Linked DNA regions of Mus musculus: region 1 is linked to region 2. Evidence: chromatin contacts called from public promoter capture Hi-C data. All regions are on one chromosome and are shown on one strand. The core of a region is the stretch at or near the end of the contact, and the rest is flanking DNA. Distances in the headings are between cores, read along the strand shown. Region 1 holds the start of Lypd5 (Ly6/Plaur domain containing 5). Region 2 holds the start of Zfp61 (zinc finger protein 61).

Region 1 (6,806 bases), core at 3,847-6,346, 50 kb before region 2:
CCTTCCTTCCTTCCTTCCTTCTTTCCTTCCTTCCTTTCTTTTGAAACATGGTCTCACTATGTAGTCTTGGCTTTCCTGGAATTCACTCCGTAGACGAAGTTGACTTTAAACTCAGACCTGCCTCTGCCTCCGTGGTGCTGAGATTAAAGGTGTGTGCCACCATGCCTGAAAGGGTCTCACACTGTAATTCAGGCTGGACCTAAACTAGCAATGTAGTCCAGCTTGGCCTTGAAGTAGCTATCCTCCTGCCTCAGCCTCCTGAGTGCTGGGACAACAGCCTGGTATTACCACTAGCCTTGCTAGAAGTGGGTTTTTAAGGTGAGTGGCATGGTTTGTTGTGAGAGGGTCACAAAAGGCTCATGTATTGAAGGCTTGGTGACCAGGGGATGGCACTATTGAAAGCTGGTTGGACCTCGTTCAATGCACTGGATAGATGGGCCTTCCAGGAGGTGGGGCCAGCGGCAGTAAGGAGGGACAGAGAGCAGGGTGGAAGGTTGTGACTGGAGGGACAGGAGTGCAGCTCTTATTTTCACATCATTTTTAAAGGAGCCCACACCAGGGGCTGGAGTGATGAGTTGCGGAGCGATCCTGGAGGTGCTGTCTATGCAGGGAACCCGACGGACGCCCCTAGAGCGATGGCCAGTAGTGGAGCAGCCGTCAGCAGGGTCAGGATTCGGGGAGCTCTGGGAGGGGCCGAGGACATGGTGCCAGGCAGGATCTGTGTCACCGAGGCCCTGTTGCAGAGGTGGCCCTCGCAGCAGTAACCCTGCAGGTCGATGGATGTCCAGGGGCTGGTGGTGCCCATGGTGGTGCAGGAGGGCCGGTGACAGGTCCGGATGTACACGGGCACCGAGAAGTTGCCTGGGTGGACAGTGAGAAGGGGTCAGGCCTCGGTCCTCTACCACATTTCAGGGCTCATTGGAACCAAGACCACATCTCTCAGTGCAGACAAGCCTCTTCCTTCAGACCAGAGCCAGTCTCCTTCCTGACATGCATGCCTCCTCCCTCAGTCTACAACAGGCCTTTTCCCTTAGATCAGAGACATGTCTCCTTCAGTCTAGAACCATACCCCTTTCCTCAGACCTCAGTCTTGCTTCCTCCCTCAGACACAAGACCACAGAGAACCATGCTTCTCTGGTAGCTCTACCCTTAGGCCTTCAGCGCCTTCCCACCATCCCAGCCCCTCACCAATGTTCATCCGGCCGTTGCCCTGAAAACAGGCGCTCTGGTCCTGGTGGCACTGGACCCGTCGGGACTTCTCAGGGGAACAGTCTTCAGGGTGGGTCCCCAAGCAGGCATAGCACTCGGTGCCACTGAGCGTCTGTGGGTTAGGAGCTTGAGAAGACAGTAGATGAGGTTTAGAGCATTGCTTCGGTCTGACAGTGCAGGCTGAGCAGTGTACCTGCTCATGCCAAAGTGAGGTATGGCATCCTACAGCCAGAGCAGCGCTCAACGGAGACAGTGCCCCCGACCTCTTCTCCAGCCCTGGCCCCCTCCAGCCCCACCCGTGACGTCTCCAGCCCTGAGTTATCTAGCAGCTCTCCAGACTCCTCCCACCCCACCGTCTCCAATTCTGCCCCCCAACCTCTTTAGCACTACTTTCTCCAGCACCGCCCCGATTTCTCCAGCCCTGCCTCCGACCTCTCCAGTCACGCCCCCAGCTCACCTTGGCTCAGGTTGGGGAGGGCGTCGTGAGTCTTGAGGTTGCTGTTGCAGTAGTCAGTGGCGCAACCACGGACCACCGCGTAGTCGGGAGGCAGAGCATCCTGGTTGGTCTGCATGGGGCCGGTGGTGGGGCCTGTCCAGCATCCTTTCCGGACCATTGTCACCAGGCTGCGGTAACCTGGGCGGGAGAGTACCAGGCCAGAGTGAGCCTTCCCTCCCTACTTCTGCATTTCTCCTCCTCTCACTGAGTTTTGTCTCTTCCCTCCTTCCATTCTATCTTTTGCTATCCTGAGTTTTTTTTTTCTTTCCCTTTCCTACTCTGCCCTTCTCATCCCTTCCCTTCCCAACTCTCCTTGACTTAGAAGACTTTATTTTTAGTTTATATGTAAGAGCAATTTGCCTGTATGTATGATGCATGCATGCAGTGTTCACAGAGGGCAGAAGAGGGCGTTAGATCCCCATCTCTGCAGATGGTTGTGAGTCACGATGTAAGTGCTGGGAACCAAACCTGGGTCCCCTGGAAGAGCAGCCAGTGGTCTTAACCACTGAGCCATCTCTCCAGCCCTGTTTGTTCATTTTTTTGAGACAGGGTCTCATGTAGCCCAGGCTGGCCTACAATTTACATAGCCAAGGATAATCCTCTTGCTTCTACTTTCCAAGTGCTTGGATTAGAGATGTGTGCCACCAGGACTCTTTCTCTTTTTCCCTCTGACAAAGTCTTGCCTTGTAGTCCAGGCTGGCCACAAACACAAAAGCATTCCTGCATCTACCTCCAGGGTGCCAGGGTCTTGGGTGTGAACCACCAAGTCCACTCATTGCTTCCCCACCATCCCTGCACTCTTCTCCACTTTCCTTTATCTCTCTCCTCCTCTTCTACTGAGTACGTTTCTCTTCCTCTCTCTTCCCCATCCCTCTATTCTCTGTCTTCTCTATTTCTCGGGCTGCTTATCCTTTCGTTGCCCTCTTGTCCTCACCGGTATCCAGCGACAAGACCACCTCAGAGCACCCCTCAGGACAAGAGACACTGGGGAGTTTCACAGCGCTGAGGTCGAAGGGCCCGAAGTAGGTGTGCTCGTAGCTGTAGCACTGTAGGGCCTGGGAGCCTAGGAGAAGGGTGGGGAGGAGGTCAGGAGGAGCTATCACAGGACCTAGGACTCCATGCAGTGTGGGACAGATACACACCAGGCTGCTGTGTCTCATGCCACCATGAGAGAATGATGTCAGCAATGGCTGAGCCTGCCTGGCATCACCAGGTGCTGCCAAGGTCCTGGAAGACCTCTGTCATTTACATAAGGGCCTTAGTGATTTCTTCCTGTTCTGCCCACCCCTCCACAGACACCCTGAAACCATCTACACCTGTGGCAGGAAGAGGGTGGGGCAACACACACCCAGCCAGAACTCTAAGTTCTGGCACAGGTTTGTACTTATTGCATGCAGAGCAAGATGGCTGAGCAGCCAAGGATGCTAACTGCCAAGCCTTACTTCCTGAGTTCGATGCCCGGGACCTACTTTGTGGAAGGAGAGCATCAACTCCTGAAGGTTGTCTTCTGACTTCCACATGTGAGCTGTGGCATGTGCCAATACACACACACACACACACACACACACACACACACACACACGGCAAAAAGAATGAGGAAAACACATGATCTCATCAAAGTAGTCTAGAAATCATATATGGATACAGGATATTTAGAAACATGGAAATAAATAGGCAGAAAGAAAACACACACTCTAATATCTAAGTACACAAAGATATTAACATGCAAGCCATAGAGATAACACAGAGACAGTGGGCATGTACGTGGAAAATTACACACAGATCTTGTTTTTTTTTTTTTTTTTCTTTTCTTTTTCTTTTTTCAAAAAATGTGGAGAGAAACTGACAGTCAAAGAATGTTTTGTTTTGTTGTTTTTTGAGACAGGGTCTTATGTAGCCTAGGCTAGCCTGGAACTCACAGTGCAGCTGAGGCTGGTGGAGCGCTGGGATTACAGTCCTGCAGCATGCAAAAACATTTTAAAAAATTTACATAGTTGCCAAGTATGGTTGTGCACGCCTTTAACCCCAGCACTCAGGAGGCAGAGATGGGTGGGTCTCTGTGAGTTTGAGGCTAGCCTGGTCTACACTTGAAAGTTGCAGGCCAGCTAGGCTAAACAGTGAGATCCTGTCTCGAAATCAAAATCTTTCTGACTGCATTTTATATACTGTGTTGTAGAGGAAGCGTGGCATGAGGATGCTACCCCCAGGACATGCGTGTCGGTCAGAGGGCAAGTTTTAGAAGTCAATTCTTTTGGGAATCAAATTTAGATTGTCAGGCTTGTTAGCAAACACAGGTGTACACACACACACACACACACACACACACACACACACTTCTTAGATATTGAAATCTGGTGCAGAGGAGCACAAGCAGTTGCCAACTCGAGGACACACAGATACCAAACTGCATCCAACGATGAGCAAATACACACAGATTAAGCCTTGTGCAAGAGCGGTTTGCTTCATATCCTTCTAATTTGTCCTTCACAGCCCATCCATACTCAAGTGAGTAAATCCCTGTAGAAGAGGGTTCAAAGATGGAGCTAAGGTCCTTTCCAGCTCTGGGGAGAGCCCCGATTGCTCCCCAGAAATGCCCTCAATGAGGGGGTGGGAGGGAGAGAAAGGAAGACCTGTGCCAGAGGAGATGACAGTGATGGGGTGAAGAGGGAATGAGAATGGGAGTACTATGGTCTCCACCATCCCAGGATTCAAGACAGCATGCCTCCAGCCCTCCTCCCTCAGATGTAGGGATCCAGACCCCAGCCCTCCTCCCTCAGACCCAGGGCTCCAGACCCCAGCCCTCCTCCCTCAGACTCAGGGCTCCAGACCCCAGCCCTCCTCCCTCAGACCCAGGGCTCCAGATCCCAGCCCTCCTCCCTCAGACCCAGGGCTCCAGACACCAGCCCTCCTCCCTCAGACTCAGGGCTCCAGACCCCAGCCCTCCTCCCTCAGACCCAGGGGTCCAGACCCCAGCCCTCCTCCCTCAGACCCAGGGCTCCAGACATCAGCACTCTCCCCTCAGACCCAGGGATCCAGATGTCAGCCCTCCTCCCTCAGACCCAGGAGTGCAGGCTCCACCTCTCCTTCATCAGACCCAGGATCTAGGCCTAGCCCTTCTCCCTCAGATCCAGGGGTCCAGACCCAAGCCTCTTCCCTCAGACCCAGGAGTCTAAACCCCAGCTCTCCTTCCTCAGATCCAGGGGTCCAAGCCTAGCCCTTCTCCCTCAGAGCCAGGAGTCCTGGCTCAGGCTCTTCGGCCCATTGGATTCAGCCTATGCAGGTACCTGTCAGGCAGAGCAGGCTCCCGAGGAAGCAGTGCAGGAAGGTCCTGGGGATCCCCATGGCGGCCTGTGGAGCTGAGATCTGACTCTGAGGACAGCTCCTTCCACTCTGGCTTGCAGTTGGGCTGGTTCTCCCTGCTGATCCCCAGGCATCCTGGCCACCCAGCCTGGCCAGGATTCCAGGATTCTCCACCCCACCCTTCCGCCCTCCTTCACGTGGGCTGTGTCCTTCTAGGTAATCATGGTGGAGCTGCCGGATTAAGAGGGTGGGGACTCAGGCTCCTGGGCCCTGAGGAAGGCATTAGGGGGCCTGGAGCTTAGACTTTGGGGGTGATTTGTATGTCGCAGGTCTGTTGGTATCATCCCTTCTACATTCTGTGATGGTCTGTGGTCTGTCCCTGATTCCTGCCCCTTTCCCACCTCCCTACTCCAGCTCTTAGCACTCACGCAGACACGGGCTTGTAATCCCGAGACTGAATATCTGGAGGAGACACTCAGACATCCTCTCTCTCCAGAGTCTCTGACCCCATCCGCTGCCTCCACTGCCTCTCTTCAGCTGCCAGCGGCTACCTGTTCCCCTCTCTGCCTGTCACTTCTGATCACATAGGATGGGCAGAGGTTTCTCTCTCCTATTGGACTGGGGACGCCTCTGCAGCCTCCACGGATGTCTGTAACAAGAAATGAATGAATGGAGAATGAATGAGTGAATAAATGAATGAAGCAAGAGAGGGAGAGGAATAGAAGACGATCACCCACAGACGCAGAATGGCAGGTTGGGTTGTGGCTCAGTAGGCAGAGCACTTGTCTAGCAAACATAAAGCCCTGGGTCCCACCTCCAGCGCTCCATAAAGCAGGTGTTCGGGCCTGTCAACCCAGTGCTTGGAGGCAGAGACAATAGGATCAGATATTCAAGGTCATCCTGCTACTTAGTGAGTTTGAGACCTGAGCCATATGAGACCCTATCTCAAAACAAACAAATTCAAGCAAAAATGTAAAAGAAAGGTTGGGAAAGTAGTTTAGTCAGTAGAGTGCTTTCCTAACATCTGGAAAGTCCTGAGTTCGAGCCCCAGCATGGCATAAAAGTGGGCAAGAGGGTTTCACACAGCCAGTCTGGGATACAAGAGATCTTGTCTTAAAAAAAAAAAAAGAGAGAGAGATACAGAAGAATCAAGATGGTTCACTTGGTAAAAGTGACTGTCACCAAACCTGATGGCCTGAGTTCAATTTTCTAGCCCCACATGGTGGGAGAGGAGAAACAACAGTCACGGGTTGTTGTCTGAGCTTTTATACATAGCACATTCTGTGCGCAAACACAAATGCAAACACACACACTGGCTAACTTTTTTTTTTAAGTTAAAAAGAGATACAAGAAGACACAATCCTGAGTCAGGCAGTGGTGGTGCACGCCTTTAATCCCAGCACTTGGGAGGCAGACACAGGCAGATTTCTGAGTTCGAGGCCAGCCTGGTCTACAGAGTGAGTTCCAGGACAACCAGGGCTACACAGAGAAACCCTGTCTCTGGGAGAAAAAAAAAAAAGACACAATCCTGTGTGGACAGATGTAAATGAAGACACATAGACAAGCTCAGAGGGGAGGAGAGACACCCTAATAGACAGGATGCGCCCACAGACAGTGTTGATACACCCTTATTAAATAAATGGAGAACCGCCTGCTTCCTCAATACCTATAATTAAAACTGATGGAGATTTGATAGCGAGAAGCCTGTTTGAGGAAATTCCTGAATTAGTGATTGAGGCGAGGGCAGAGGGGCAGGGAATGATTTGATTGACACCAGGCCTGTCAGCTCTGACACCTTCCT
Region 2 (7,284 bases), core at 6-2,505:
ATGGGTTATGCTGTGAAACAGCCAGCCATTTACATCTAGAATTACTACTACGTTGATCAATGGTAATATATTTAACTTTTCTAAGAGCAACTTTAAAAAATACACAGCTGTCCGCTTTGTATTCTTGCCATCAACATGCGATAGTTCAGTTCTCACATGTTATCATTTTCCCCCCACAAGGTAATTTGCCTATATCCATTTCTTTAAAAAAAATTCTAAAGATAAACATGTCCATGTTTGCTACTCTTATTTCTATTGAAATTGCTGAACCATGTTTGAATCTTCACTCCTTTTAAAAAGTTGGCTCTTGTGCTGGGGTTTATGAGTTTTCAAGGGCTGGCAAGGTGGCTCAGCAGGTAAACACTCCTGTTGCCCAGCCTGACAACCTGAGTTGGGTCCCCTGCACCCACATAGTGACTGCAAGGAGATTTACTCCTGTACGCTGTCCTATGACTTCCTCATTTGCGCTGTAACTGTGAGACCCCGAGCGTTCCCCCAAGCCCGTTTTCCCCGATCTCTGGGGATACAGCCAGAAAGAAGCTCTTTGTTCTCTATAGCCAGCAAAAAGCTTTTTTTTTTTTTTTTTTTTTTTTTTTCTGTGCCTTACAACCAGAGATGCGATAATTGTAGGAAGACCTAGCCAGGCCCTTGCTTGGCTCCCTGTGCCAAGGACACGGAGATAGACACAGGAGAGGAGCTATAGCTCACTCCCCCACCTCGCCAGAGAAGAACTGTTGCCAACTCTCCTCCCAACTCCTCCCAATTCCTCACTTTTCCTTTAAAAGACCCCCCCCCTACTGTTACCTCTGGGGGCCGAACTCCCCTGCCCTGCGCGGTCCTCAGCTAGCTGACAATAAAGCCTCTTGTGGTTTTGCATCAGGTGTGGTTTTATTGGGGTGCCAGCTCATCCCGGGACTTGAGCGGAGGTCTCCCCAGTTTCGGGGGTCTCACATAACATGCACGCACGCTCCCCACGCATGCATGAACACACCAATAAATGATTTATTTTATTTATTTATTTATTTTAGTATTTTGGAAAGTTTATTTATTCACTCACTTATTTATTTATTTATTTATTTATTTATGGATGTTTTCTCTGCATGTTTTGTCTGTGTACCTTGTACATGCAGTGCTCGAGGACGCCACGAGAGAGCGACGGGTCCTCCGGAGCTGGAGCAACTACGGTTTTGAGCTCCGCAGTTAGTAGCGCTCTCCGCACCACGTCATCTCTCCAGCGCCAAAGCCTATACGTCCTAAGGCAGACATCCTCCAATGTAAAGACGTTGCTGTCCAAGACTTTCTTAGGGAGTATGGGAAATGAAAAACAACAGGGAAATCCAATACGGGAGGATGGTGCTCCTCCCCTAGCTTCGGGACCGGCCACCCGCGCCTCTGCATCCTCACTTCCGTTACCACTGAGGGAGCCGAGCGTCACGCACGGTTTCTCCACGCGGAATTCTGGGAACTCGTCGGCTTCAGGCTAGCCTGTAGCCATCTGTCCCCCTGGATTTGAGTTATTTTAGCCAGGAACCTCCAGAATGACCCGCTAGATGCTTCTGAGATCGACAGCAATTGCGTCTCGGGTGAAAAGGAAGGAGCGAGGTTTGAAAGGTAAGGAGCAGCGGCGAGCTCCGGAGGGAGCGTCCTGGTGCCTGCAGGCCCTCGGCGCGAGCGGCTTCTGCAGTGCCCCCGCCCCGCCCCGTCCCCGCAGCCCCCTCTCCCTGCCTGCAGCCCTCTCTCTCCCATTCCGCAGCTCCCCTCCCCTCCTGCCCGCAGCCCTCTCCTGCCTTCAATCTCCTTCTCTGGTCCTGCAGCCCTTTCTTGCAACCCACTCTCCCTGCCCTCAGACCCCCTCTTCCGGCCCGCAGCAGCCCTCCCGCCTGCAGCAGCCCTCCCCTTCTGCAGTTTCCCTCTCCCCTCGTTACCCCCCTCCCTCCCTGCAGCCCTCTTTTCCTCTCTGAAGCCCCCTCTCCCTTCCTGTAGTCCCCCTCACTCCTGCAGCCACCTCCCTCCTGCAGCCCCCCTCTCCGCCTGCGGCCACCGCTCCCCTTCTGCAGCTCCCTCCCTGCTCCCGCGGCGCCCACCTTCTCCACCCCCTAGTCGGCTCTGCTTCTGCCCCTGCCGCACTAGCAGATCTCTCTGTGCATATCTTGGGTGTTCTGCAAAAGACAGACATTAGACCTTCCTAGTAGCATACTTGGAGAGAAAAAAAAAAAAAAAAGGATGGTGAAACACTCAAAACTGCCTGGCATGCAGGTCTCATGGAGAGACCATAGTAATACTTCATCCAGTTCTTGGCCGTCACAGTTGTGACCCATCTATGACCTTTAGAGGAAGGAGCTGGCTGCTTGCAGCAGGTACTGGGGCAGGAACTGTGAGATGTAATGTAGGGAATTTTATAATTTTACAATTTTTGGTTTCCCTGCAGCCCTGACTTCCCAAAAAGCAGTGCTGGAAGCCATAAGTGACTAAGATTGGCTGACGCTGGAGGATGTGTGGGTCGTACACCTGGGATTAACTTTTATTAGAGGTGAGTCTATACAGAGTGTTGTGCCCAGATGGCAGAAACCCCGAAGAGACCACCAGGCACCACAACTCGGAAGCAAGCACACGAACATCCTTGTCCTACTTTGAACTTGGGCCACAGACCTTCCCGATGGGACAGGAAGGAGAGTGACCCCCAGCACTAGGTGAAGGGATGGATAAAGGAAAAAAAAAAAACCCACAAGCGGGGGTTTCTAAGCCTTGGCACTGCATGAGAGGGTAAAAGAGTTTTCTTTCCAAGAACCCAAGGGTGGGGGCCATATCCCAGGCTAGCCTCTGACAATAGGCTGTTCAAACCCACATTTTACTGGTCCAAGCTCCCAGAGGAAGCCAGCCAGTATCATGAATATAGGTTAGCACTGGCTTGCAGGGATCTTGAGAGCGGGCTTTGTACATTTATTGAGACCTGTGTGTGTGTACGTGTGTGTGTACATGTGTGTGTGTGTACATGTATGGACGCCGGATGTCAACCTCGGGTTCCCAGGAACCATCCACTGTTTTTCTGTTTAATATTTATGTAGGGGTGGAAAACGTGAGTTGCGGTGTGGGTGTGGCGATTAGAAGACCACGCTGGGGAGATGCTGCCCATCTACCATCCTGTGTATCCTGAGGACCAAACTCGGGCTTGGTGGTAAAAGCTTTTATCCACCAAATCCTCCCTCGTGGACTTCGAGATTGCCTAATTAGGTGAGGCCAGCTGACCAAGAAGCAGGAGAGATGCCATTATCTGCCTTCGCAGAACTGGCTTTATAGATCTGTGTGTGCCACTGGCATGCAGCCCCCTCCTCCCCAACCCCTGACTTTTCAAGTAAAATGTGCCCTTGGGATGAAACGCAGGTCTTTGTGCTTTGCCCAGCAAGCTCTTTACCAACTAAGCCATCTCCCCAGTCCCTGGTATTAGGTTTTTAAAAAAAGTTGTTTTCACCAATTCTTTTTTTTTTTTTAACTTTTTTTCCCCCAAAGATTTATTTATTATTATATGCAAGTACACTGTAGTTGTCTTCAGACTCACCAGAAGAGGGTGTCAGATCTCATTATGGGTGGTTGTGAGCCACCATGTGGTTGCTGGGATTTGAACTGAGGACCTTCGGAAGAGCAGTCAGTGCTCTTACCCATTGAGCCATCTCACCAGCCCTGTTTTCACCAATTCTGGTATTTCCAAATAACTTTTTTTTTTTTTTAACATTATAGACATGGAGATGTCTAAAATTACAGATCATGTTAAAAAAAAAAAAACAGAACTGTTACAACTTTAGTATGCAACTGGAACAATGGCTCTTTTAGTTTGGTTCTGTCAGGTTTTCTTGGGTAAGTTTCTTTTAAATGGCAGCTGTGTTCCTTGGACTGGGCTGTCCCATGCAGCAGTTTAGAAACTCACCGTGAACCAGCAGAGAGAATTTCCTCTCCTGGGACAGTACCCAGGCTCAAACCCTGCCCATCTAACTGAGAACTCCTGCACGTACACCCCAAACCCTGCCCATCTAACTGAGAACTCCTGCACGTACACCCCAAACCCTGCCCATCTAACTGAGAACTCCTGCACGTACACCCCAAACCCTGCCCATCTAACTGAGAACTCCTGCACGTACACCCCTGCAGTCTGCATCCCAGGTGACTCCCACACAGGTCACATGTAAACAGTTCAGGGAAGGGTCTCATCTCAAAATTCAGGCTCAGAAGGGTCACCATGCTGCCTGGCACAGATAAAATGGTGTGGGGTACCCTGTACTCACAGCACTGTGATCCCCCCCTCCCCCCGACCACCACTACCTTGCTTAATGAATATTGTCAACAGTCACAGCTGCTAAAAATCCCAAGCAACGTGAGGCAATGGTGTGTTCCCGACATGCTCCTTGTAGGCTCCCGAGAGTGGATGTATTGCTTTGCGTGTACTAGTGTACTCCCTCCCATCAGGAGTGGGACGCCCACCCAGTACCCATTACAGTGAATTAGCATTAGATGCTATTTCCACGTTTACCATCCTCACCATTATCGCCACTGGAAGTTTAAAACGTTGAGAAAATTGCAAAAAATTAGTACAAGGAGATCTGGTCTGCTGTGCTTGGGCACAGTGTTCTGTGACGAGCTCCTATGTGGAGTTCCTATCGTCCACGCCACCGTTGTCATCCTCTGACCGTAGGCCGCAAGGAACACGCACCCGACTATCTGACAAGGGTCAGCCGCGTGGTCAGTGGCACTGACGAGACTTCTCCTTTCCCATTTCTGTCTTTTCAGGTCTGCACCTCCTGGAAGGAAGGGTAAAAAAGTGAGCGGGCCCATGGTAAGTAGAGCTCGCCCTATTTGTTGTCAGAATGTAACGGGGTCCTCTCAAGCTAGAGGATTGTTCTCCTGTAAGGAGACTCAACGCATTCGAGAGCTGACAAGGTGGCTCAGGGGTTAAGGTGCATGCCTCCAGGCCTGATGACCTAAGTCTGATCCCCAAGATCTACATGGTGGACGAAGAGAACCAACCTCCACAAGTTATCCGCCGTCTTTTACACAAGCACTGTCACACACACATGTGCACACGAGAGCGCACACAGGCAATGAGTAAGTGTGATTTTAAAAATAGGTTGTATGAAAGCACTTGATGTCTTGAGGATATGCCAGGTGCTTGTTTGTCCCTGTAAGTTTAACTGTCCTCCACCTCTTCAGGGCCACTGTGCCTCTAGAGACATTGGTATTGACTTATCTTTTAGGGAGACACAATCAGACATCTGTTTACCCCAAGTAGGGGATCCACAACAGACTCAAGTAACAGTGCCACCCGAAGCCACATTGGTGAATTGGTGGGTCTATTGGGGTTACTCCCAGGAGCAGGATGACTGCAAGGCAGCTGCGTCATGGAAGGGTTTCCCAGAACTTTATGTACGCCTTGCAGACATCTCAATAGGTAGGAGAGGCTCTTCTAGGAAACTCTGTTGACCTGAGTCCCCTAAGCAGTTCTTACTGCTCATATAACTCTATGGCCAGAGGAACCTTGGGCATCTGGTCAGTTTCAGGGAGTTCCTGGGACTAATGAGTTGTATAATCGCAGAATCTCAAGGAGCCTCCTTTTAGAATTTCTTGAGTCTTTACAAGCTTACCCCCCATCTCCCTCAAGAGAAACTATTTTAACTAGGACGATGTTACTAACAGCAGTTGCTTGTAAGATTGAGGTCATCTGTGCTTGTTGTAGGAGGCAGTAACATTCAAGGATGTGGCTGTGGTCTTCACTAAGGAGGAATTCAGGCTGCTGGACTCCGCCCAGAGGACGCTGTACCAAGATGTGATGGTTGAGAATTTTCGGAACCTGCTCTCAGTGGGTGAGGACAGGTGCCCTCTGGCACATGCCTGTGATCTTGCAGTTGGAACATTTCTTGTCTTTTCTGAACAGGATATTTCAGGACATTTTATGTATTTATTTGTTTATTAATTTGTTTGTTTGTTTATATGTATGTATAGGAGTATATTGCCTGGTACCCTTGAAACTAGAATTACAGATGGTTGTGAGCCACCATGTGAGTGCTAAGAACTGAACCCGAGTTATCTGAAAGAGCAGCATTTGCTCTCAACCCTGAAGCTATCTCTGCATATTATTATTTTTAAAATTTATTACTGGGCAGTGGTAGCACATGCACTCAGGAGGCTGAGGCAGGTGGATCTCCTGAGTTTGAGGCCAGTCTGGTCTACACATTGCCTTGAAAAGCAAACAAAAAACTGACAGCAAAATCACATTTTACTTGGTGTGTGTGTGTGTGTTTGCGTATGTGTATACACACATAGGTGTATGTACCCTCTGAGGCTAGAATTACAGGAATTACAAATGGTTATGAGCCACAGGATGTGGGTCCTAGGAACTGAACTTGGGGCCTTCTGGAAGAGCAGCAAGCACTCAGCCCCTGGCCCATCTCTTTAGCCCCATACTGATCATTAAAAGAGACTTATTTCTGTTATGTTTATGTGTATGTGTGAGATACACACCTTTATGTGGGAGCCCTCAGAGGCCGGAAGAGGACCCTGGACACCCTGAAGCTGGGGCTAGGCAGTTGTAGGTGCTCATAGAACTCTGGGAGAACAGCAAGTGGTCTGAGCACTGGACCATCTCGCCAGCACCTCTGCTGGCAGCTTTTAATGAAACCCGGTACAGTAGGAAACACCAACATTCTGTACAGAGAATGACACACGTTATAGGAAATCAGATGCGGAGTGAGTGGGGAGAGGCCTGATGACTAGGCATGACCTCAGAGTAGATCGCTCAGACTGTGTTCCTGAGGCACGCATGTGTGTTGGAAGGGTCACATCATAAATGCTGTTTCTTCTCTGGGCTGTTGTTGTGTCTGGCCAGCGGCTCACACGTCTGGGTTCTGTTCTGGAAAGGCATTTTGGAATCTGGAAGAGAAGAGGGAGCTAGGCGAACGAGAGAAAGATGAAGCTAAGACAAAATTCTGATCAAAGCTCAATTTTACTAATTCATGCACCGAGTTATGAAGGAGGGGAAGGGGCCCAATTCCTGCCAAATCATCTTGGAGCAAGGTTGCAGGTGAACGCCTGATAGCTCTGGAACAGATAGGTGGCAGGCAGTGGCAGTGGGAGTGGCAGGACGATAGGGTGGCAAGCTCCGCCCCATGCTCTCTTAACACTGAAACCTGAGCAAACAGGTTTCAGGCTGAGGAGGGGAGGTTACAGGCCTTGTGTGTGTGTGTGTGTGTGTGTAAGCTTGAACACAGCTATAACAATACACTATTTTCGTTGCACTAA

The links. Capture Hi-C pulls out chosen DNA fragments and counts their contacts.
Region 1: a promoter capture Hi-C map of adipose tissue shows a contact between it and region 2. The contact joins the promoter of Lypd5 here to the promoter of Zfp61 in region 2. A contact is called at or near these places in 2 of 484 Hi-C or Micro-C datasets (ECoMG myeloid progenitors and morula), 2 of 115 datasets of contacts at active chromatin or transcription factors (double positive thymocytes and embryonic stem cells) and 3 of 9 other capture datasets (adipose tissue, liver and pancreatic islet).

The regions. Positions count from the first base shown.
Region 1 is chr7:24,347,486-24,354,291 of GRCm38.p6, reverse strand. It overlaps Lypd5 (Ly6/Plaur domain containing 5), which reads right to left and starts at 5,096. Exons shown (of 5, transcript NM_029806.2): 1 at 4,990-5,096; 2 at 2,640-2,768; 3 at 1,667-1,843; 4 at 1,189-1,335; 5 at 45-861. The coding sequence starts at 5,047. The coding sequence ends at 602.
Region 2 is chr7:24,293,520-24,300,803 of GRCm38.p6, reverse strand. It overlaps Zfp61 (zinc finger protein 61), which reads left to right and starts at 1,255. Exons shown (of 7, transcript NM_009561.2): 1 at 1,255-1,611; 2 at 2,429-2,530; 3 at 3,066-3,231; 4 at 4,780-4,825; 5 at 5,723-5,849. The coding sequence starts at 4,823.